2 separate regions of the Mus musculus genome follow, and region 2 is linked to region 1. The links are chromatin contacts, called in public HiChIP or PLAC-seq maps. All regions are on one chromosome and are shown on one strand. Each heading gives the region's core, a stretch centred on a gene start, on an enhancer-like site or on the middle of the called end of the contact. The rest is flanking DNA. Distances are from core to core; before and after follow the strand shown.

Region 1 (3,668 bases), core at 554-3,053:
TGCCCCTCGTGCACCTAAAGTTTACCCAGCTCTTAGAGCACGCCGTGTTCGCATCAAACTTTGCTCGGGCGGGCGGGCGGAGGCGGCGCTGGGCCGGGGCCCGGAGAGGCCGCAGTTTCCTATCGCTTTGGCCCCGAGATGCGTTTCTGCTCTGACTAAACACGTCCGGTCTGAAGTTTCTCCGAGTAAACAAGGATGAGGGACAAAAGCCACTCCTGCCGCCGCCTCCTCCGCCACCACGGGGGTGTCGGGCACGCTCTCTTCTTTTTTTTTTTTTTTGTCTTTTTTTTTGTTTGTTTGTCTCCCAAACCGGGCCCGTGAAAAGTTGGGGTGCCCTGGCGCGCGCGCGGGCAGGATTGATTCTCCGCCCTCCCAACTTGGCCCGAGGTTGAGGGGGGCTGCGGCTCCGGGCGGGCCCGAGGCCGCCACGTGCGCCCGGAAGGCCGCACGCAGGCTCGCGCCGCCGCCGCCCCCATTTTGTCGGGCCCCGGAGCAAGGAGAGAAGAAGCCCCGCCGCTCGAAATGGGGGCTGGCTCCGCCCGCGGCCGCCAGGGCCGGGCGCACGGAATGGCCGCTGCGCGTCTTCCCCGCCTGCGCCGCCGCCGCGAGGGCGAGCGCGAGCGAGAATATGGCTCCTTCCCTTTGTGTGTGCGCGCGTGTGAGTGTGTGTGTGTGTGTATGTGTGTGTGAGTGTGCGAGGAGACCGAGGCGCGCGGCGGGCGGGCGGGGCGCTGGCGCACTCGCCATGGCGGCGGGGGAGGGGCGGGGGGCGCGCGGCTCCCCTCCCCCCGCGGCCCCCGCGCCGTCTCCCTCCGCGCGCCCCGCCGCCCCCGCACGGAGAACGCGGGGCCGGGGAGAGAGAGAGACTGAGAGAGAGAGAGAGGAGAGGAAGAGAGGGGAGCGAGAGGAGAGAGGGGGGGAAAAAAAAAAGTTGCCTCAGAACTGCTGCGCCCAGCTTCCCCCGCCCGCCCGCCCGCCTTGTTTTCTCTCCAGCCAGCAGCGCCCGGCCGAGTCAGCCATGTTCCAGCGAGCGCAGCGGCGCCGCTCCCCCCCACACGGCCGCCCCGCTCGCCCGCCGCCTCACCCGGCCCGAGCCGCCCCGCACGGCCGCCCCCGGCCCACCCGCGGCCGCCCTCGCCCGCAGCGGCGCCCCGCCCGCCGCCCCGCGCTCCCCGCCGCGGCCGCCCATACAGCGGGGAAGCGCCGCTGCCCGCCGGCTCGCTCGCTCCGCGCACGCCGCCTGCCCGAAACGCTCGGCCCTGGGGGCCACAAACACGTTTTGGGGAAAAAAAATTTTTTTTAAATAATCCGGAACACGAACACACACACAGGCAGACACAAAACAAAAAAAAAATTTTTTTTTTTTTGCGCCAGTGAAGCGCGGACGGCGCCGCGGGTGTGAAGTGGCGGCCGCCTGAGGCCCCGCGACTCGGCTCGGCTCCGCTCGGCGCGGCACGGCGCGGGGCAGCGTTCGCGGCAGCGGCCGGCGGAGCCTCGCTCCGTGCGCAGTTCCCCCCACGGTCCCCCCTCATTTGCCTTTGTGTGGAGCCTGACCCGCCGGCTCCGGGCCGCGGGGATCCGGCCGCCGCGCAGGCGACCAGGCTACCCGAGGCGCTCTCCCCGCCGCCGCGCCGCCCCGCACTCACCCTCCGCGAGGCACAGAGTCGCCCAGTGCCCGTCCGGCTCGCGCTTGCCCCGGCGCTGTCTCTATGGAGCTCAATGTACTGCAATGGCTGTGAGAGCGGGAGCCAGACGCAGCCTCCTCACTCTCTCCGCTCTGTAACATTACTCTCCAGCCAGCGCGCCTCCTATTGGCTACCGCCAACTCACCAGGCCCGTTCATTGGCCCGTTCCCTCCCATTGTCCTGACCAGAGCCCGCGCGCCATTGGCTGTCTGCGAGGACACGTCACCGAGGATTGAAACAGCGCGCAAATCTGAATGTGTGTGTGTGTGCCGGGCCGAGAGGCTGAGGCGGGAGAGGCAGCGGCAGAGGCAGCAGCTGCTACGGGAAAGCGGAGCTCTATGGTGTCTCTGTGCCTGCGCCTGCCCCGAGCCAGCCCCACGCCCGAGCCGCGGCGCGCGCGGCCAGGGCCCGGCTCCGCCGCAGCCACGGCTGCGTCCCCAGGCCCGGGCGCCTCCCCGCAGGCCCGCCCCCCCTCCCGCTCCACGCTCCCGCCCCGAGCCGTTGGGATGTGCGGCCCGTGCTTGGGGATGCCTCCCCGAGTGGGGTGACTGCTCGGGGGGGCCTGTGGCCCAAACACGGGGGCCTCTGCGGGCTCCGGGACGGCCGTGCTGCTGCAGCCCACCACAAGACACCCCTCCCCGGGACTGCCCGCCTAACGTGCCCACCCTGCCCAGAAGCCTAGTCTGCACCCGCCAGCAGGCGTCCAGTTGCACCCCTTCTTCTGGGTTTGCTCGGGTTTCCCCCAGTACTTCTCGAACTTTTTTTTTTTTTTTCCTTTTGGTGAGACACAAAGCACTGTTTTGAACTTCCCGGACACCAAAGCCTTATACCAGGGAATTAATGCACAGCCACTGGGGTTTGATACTGGCTGTTCTCAGAAAATGTTTGGGGGGGGGCCCAGCTAGAATTAGCAAGTTCTTTAAAGACCTCATTGCCCCACCCCCATACACACACATACACACACACACACACACACACACACACACACAGACGCTGTTTTCTGTGACTCGGTGTGGATTACTGTTAGAATCAAATGAATCTTTGTGATTGCTATCTTGCCTCCGATCACACCACTTAGTGCATACATGTACCTGCTCTAGGGTTACCAGACATTTAGGGCTACTGTTACCTGAGGGATTAGAAGCAGTCGGAGAGTGCTTGGGCCCAAACCCACAGGCCATGCTTTTTCCTGCTCTTCAAGTTGGCTGATCATTCTTAGGTATGCAGAGAAAAATAGCCAGGCTGGCTCTAAAGGCCACAGGCTTCCATCAATCTTTGATGAATCTAACAGCTCTTTCTTTCTGGTGAGCACAGCACCTCTCTTCACTTCAAAACAAATGTCCCCCATTTTTTTTTTTTAAAATCCTGGCTCCTATACACTTCTCAACTAAGAAACAAAGAATTCCTCCAAAATGCACTTGATCCAAGTCAAAACATCCAAGTCATAGATTCTGGGTTTCATTTCTATACCACTTCTGAGGCCCTATTATGTAATGGATTTGCTCGAATTTATTATCCTTACTGGAATAGGTTTAGATTATCTTTTCTGGCCAGTGGCTTTAATGTCCATTGCCATTTTTTTTAACAATATATCCTTGGTCTCGTGAATATCATTGGCATGAGTGGACAGTACACTAAACACACATGCACACACACACGCACACACACAGTAGTTGTTGGGTGGGATGGTGTACTGGCTGGTTTTGTGTGTCAACTTGACACAAGTTAGAGTCATTAGAGAGGAAGGAGCCTCAGTTGAGGAAAGGCCTCCATGAGATCCAGCTCTAAGTGCTTGTCAGTTAGTGATCAATGGGGGACAGCTCAGCCCATTGTGGGTGATCCCTGGGCTGGTTCTAAAAGAACGCAGGCTGAGGAAGCCAGGGGAAGCAAGCCGGTAACTCCATAGCCTCTGCCTCAGCTCCCGCCTCCTGGTTCCAGCGCTGCTTGAGTTCCTGTGCTGACTTCCTTCAGTGATGGGCTATG
Region 2 (3,668 bases), core at 705-3,204, 190 kb after region 1:
ACCCTCCCACCCATCTGCCCACCACCTGTCCATCCATCCATCCACCCATCTACCCACCCATCCACCCATCTACCCATCTACCTTTCCACCCACCTACTCACCCACCCACCCATCCACACATCCATTCATTTACCCATCAACCCACTTGTCCATCCATCCATCTATCTATCCATCCATCCATCTACCCACCCACCTTTCCACCCACCCACCTTTCCACCCATCCGTCTGGTCTGTCATCTGCCCACTCATCCATCCATCCATCCACCCACCTTTCCATCCACTTACCCACCTACCCATCCACCCATCCATGTATTTACCCGTCAACCCACTTGTCCATCCATCCATCCATCCATCCACCCATCCAAACCCAGTCTTTCTCCTCACCTCTAGCTTCACTCAAGCTGGAAACCTGGCCCAATCCCCAAAAGCTTCCAGCCTGCCTCTAGGTCTCACTATGTAGCCCTGGTTGTCCTGGAACCTATTGGTAGACCAGGTTGGCTTAGAATTCAGAGATCCATCCCACTCTTCCTCCTGAGTGCTAGGATTAAGGAAGTATAATGCCAGGATAGGCCTGAATTTGCTAATATCTAAATACCTGTATTTGCCCAGGTTAAGTGTATGAAAATTCAATGTTAGCATCCAGCTGTGCCTCTGCCTCTAGTGAGACCTCTTTGAGCTTGGCAACTGCTGTTGTGGCCTCCTCAACATTTACAGGTTCTGCATCTACATCTATACATATGATACATGTGAACATATATAAAAATACCTCCTGTGTGATGTGTAATGTGTGATCTGAGCGTTAACACTGAAGATCAGAATAAAAGAACTCATGTTTGCCAACAGCCAGCTATCAAGGGAAATGGGAACTGCTTGGCAAACTGATACAGCTTGTGAACTTATTGTTATTCAATATGTTCTGACATCGGGGAGAGACACAAGCATGTTTGTCTGTTTTTGCCTAGTAGACTTACAGCAGGGGCAGAGTATTCGGCAGGGCCAATGTACTCTGGAGGTCTCCACTACAGTCATGATGGCAGATGGTAATACCATTCCTGGAGAAAACAGCTTCCTCAGAAGAAAGGGCCTAACAGCCAGGCAGTTCACGCAGGAATGCCAGGAGTCCTCAATGGCCCCCTGAGTGGTTTGTGGGGGATTAGACTTCAGCACAATCTCACCTATCGCTCTGAAATGATGTGCTTACTCAGGTACTGACATTTGAAGGTTTGAAGCTTTGTATGCCATTTTGCATCTTGCCACCTGCAGGAAAAGGTTGGTGAAAGGGACAGCTAGGAACAAGTCAGCTTGACCATGGGGCTGGGAGGGGGCAGAGCTGCACATCTGCATTTGTGTGTGTGTGTGTGTGTGTGTGTGTGTGTGTGTGTGTGTGTGTGTCTCACAGTTCCAGATTGGGTAAGTCAAGTTACCTTCCTTAGATTGGGGAGTGGGAAAAAAGGCTGGAGCCTCCACTGTTCACTTCTGCTGGAAGATGAGGGTTCCTCTGCTCTGAACTTGGGAGCCCACCTTAAGAGTATACGGATGTGGGCTGGAGAGATGGCTCAGCAGTTAAGAGCACTGACCGCTCTTCCAGAGGTCCTGAGTTCAGTTCCCAGCAACCACATGGTGGCTCACGATCACCTGAATGGAATCTGATGCCCTCTTCTGGTGTGTTTGTGTACTCATATACATTAAACAAACAAACAAACAAACAAATAAATAAATAAATAAATCTTTAAAAAATGGATGTCATGTTAGCATCCAGCTGCCGCACAGGCCACAGAATCTTCCTCAACCCTCTCTTCTCATAGGAACATTGACTGTGAATCTCTAGCTAACACACTCCCAGGTGCCAGGAGTTGACATCCAAATGGGTACTAATGGCCACAAACCCTGCTTCACACCAGCCTGCCTGCTTCCTGTCTGGGGAATCAGAGAGCCTGGCTGCGGGCTTATGCTGAGAAGCCACACCCATCCTCAGAAAAAGAAGAAATTCCCACTTGTGCCCCGTGATCCCTCACTTCCTCCCTTCAGAGCTCCTGCCATGTTGTCATCTGCCTGTGGCAGCAATAATAACTCTTCTAATAAATGTATCACCCTCTGTATTGGCTATTTCCTCTGTTGCTGTGATAGAACATCATGACCAAGGCAACTTAGAGAAGAGAGGGTTTATTTTGGCTTACAGTGTCAGAGGGTGAGAGTCCATGGCGCCAGGTGGGAAGTGGACCTGGCAGAACTCACATCTTAAGCCACAAGCATGAAGAAGTAGGTGAGGGTTCAAGTTCTTAAAATCTACCCCCCAGTGACATACTTCCTCCAGCACCTTCTAAATGTCTCCAAACAGTGCCACCAACTGGAGGGAACATTCAAACTGAACTGAATGCTCCCTGAGCCTTCTCCTTCCTCTTCTGGGTGGTTGTGAAGTTGATCTCCCACCAGTAGGATCAGATACAGTCCCCACATGCGTTAGGGATAAAAGACGGAGGCCATCTTGGCTGTGTAAGCTTGGTAGTACCAATTTGGGTAACCACTTTATTACAAAAAGAAAGTTACTTTCATATTGCTCATGTATTCCTCTGTGTGGTTCCGAGACTGTTGTCTTCCCATAGTGCCTTTAGTATCACAAGCACGGTCATTACTGCCAACAGCAGCAGCGTTTGCCTGGTGTCTTCCCAGCAACCAGGAGTAGGGATTAGGAATAGCATCCCTACACCCCTGTGGTGGTTTGAATGTTCTTGGCCCAGGAGTGCTGCTATTAGGAGGTGTGGCCCTGTTGGAGGAAGCAAGTCACTGTGAGGGTGGGCTTTGAGACCCTCCTCCTGGCCACATGAGAGACAGTCTTCTCCTGGTTCCCTTTGGAATAAGGTGTTGAACTTTCAGCTCCTTCTCCAGCACCACGTCTGTCTGCATGCTGCCATGCTTCCCACCTTGAAGATAATGGACTGAACCTCTGAACCTATAAGCCAGTTCCAATTAAATGCTGTCTTTTATAAGAGTTGCGTTGGTCATGGTGTCACTTTACAGCAATGGAAACCCTAACTAAGACACCTCCTCCCCACCCCATTTGGATTCCACCAGGAATCTGGCAGACATCTTGGGATTTGTACTTGGTAGCTTGATGCGCACAGCCCCCAAAAGGCATGCAGTTTTGACAGGACAGCTTCAGGTTTCTGTTCTCAGAGTCTCCACTAGGACTGGCTGAGTAGGGAGTACTATAAGGAGCTTGGGGGTGACCCCTCATATGAATTCCAATATGGTGGCTTCCTCTGAGGCAAGTGGCATGATTGACTAACTATAAAGGAAGAGAGAGAGAGAGAGAAAGGCCAATTTATAAAACAACGAAAAACTTGCATGTTGCTTTTAACTCATCTTTAATCACTAGTCTCCCATTGCTATATTAACAAAGGCTGGCACCGGTCTTCTGTAGGCGGTGAAGAGCCACAAAAGCTTGAAACGAACTGCAGCACTGAAGAGGAACCAAGGACATTGGCCTTAGAGTGACTCAAAGCTGACAAAACTTGAAGGGAAGCCAACAGCCCATCACTGCTTTTAGTGATTCTCTCATGGCCCAGAGCTACGGCTCACCAGCAAAGTAGACAGCAGAAAAGATGGACAGCAGGAAGATGCCTTCCTCTCTTAGACCTGTCCTGAGTCTCAGGCTACCCCAGCAAGGT

Evidence for each region. HiChIP or PLAC-seq counts read pairs in DNA pulled down with a chosen protein or histone mark.
Region 2: a contact with region 1 is called in an H3K4me3 HiChIP or PLAC-seq map of bone marrow-derived macrophages, with 2.9 times the contacts expected there. The contact joins the enhancer-like site here to the promoter of Hmgb1 in region 1. A contact is called at or near these places in 18 of 39 promoter capture datasets (the 3T3-L1 cell line, 3T3-L1-derived adipocytes, the C10 cell line and 9 more), 9 of 484 Hi-C or Micro-C datasets (ECoMG-derived neutrophils, the G1E-ER4 cell line, cardiomyocytes and 5 more), 22 of 115 datasets of contacts at active chromatin or transcription factors (the 230-238 cell line, the SCID.adh cell line, bone marrow-derived dendritic cells and 12 more) and 4 of 9 other capture datasets (adipose tissue, embryonic stem cells, liver and 1 more).

What each region holds. Positions count from the first base shown.
Region 1 is chr5:149,051,254-149,054,921 of GRCm38.p6, forward strand. It overlaps Hmgb1 (high mobility group box 1), which reads right to left and starts at 1,804. Exons shown (of 5, transcript NM_010439.4): 1 at 1,647-1,804.
Region 2 is chr5:149,239,152-149,242,819 of GRCm38.p6, forward strand. All of the region lies in intron 1 of Gm24105 (predicted gene, 24105), which reads right to left. Among named protein-coding and RNA genes, the nearest start is that of Gm24105, 7.3 kb to the right of the region's middle. Within about 2 kb of position 1,955, at least 14 of the 459 cell types and tissues checked have an H3K27ac peak or open chromatin away from gene starts, as enhancers often do. A contact at or near this core is called in ECoMG-derived neutrophils, bone marrow-derived dendritic cells and bone marrow-derived macrophages, where this site is marked.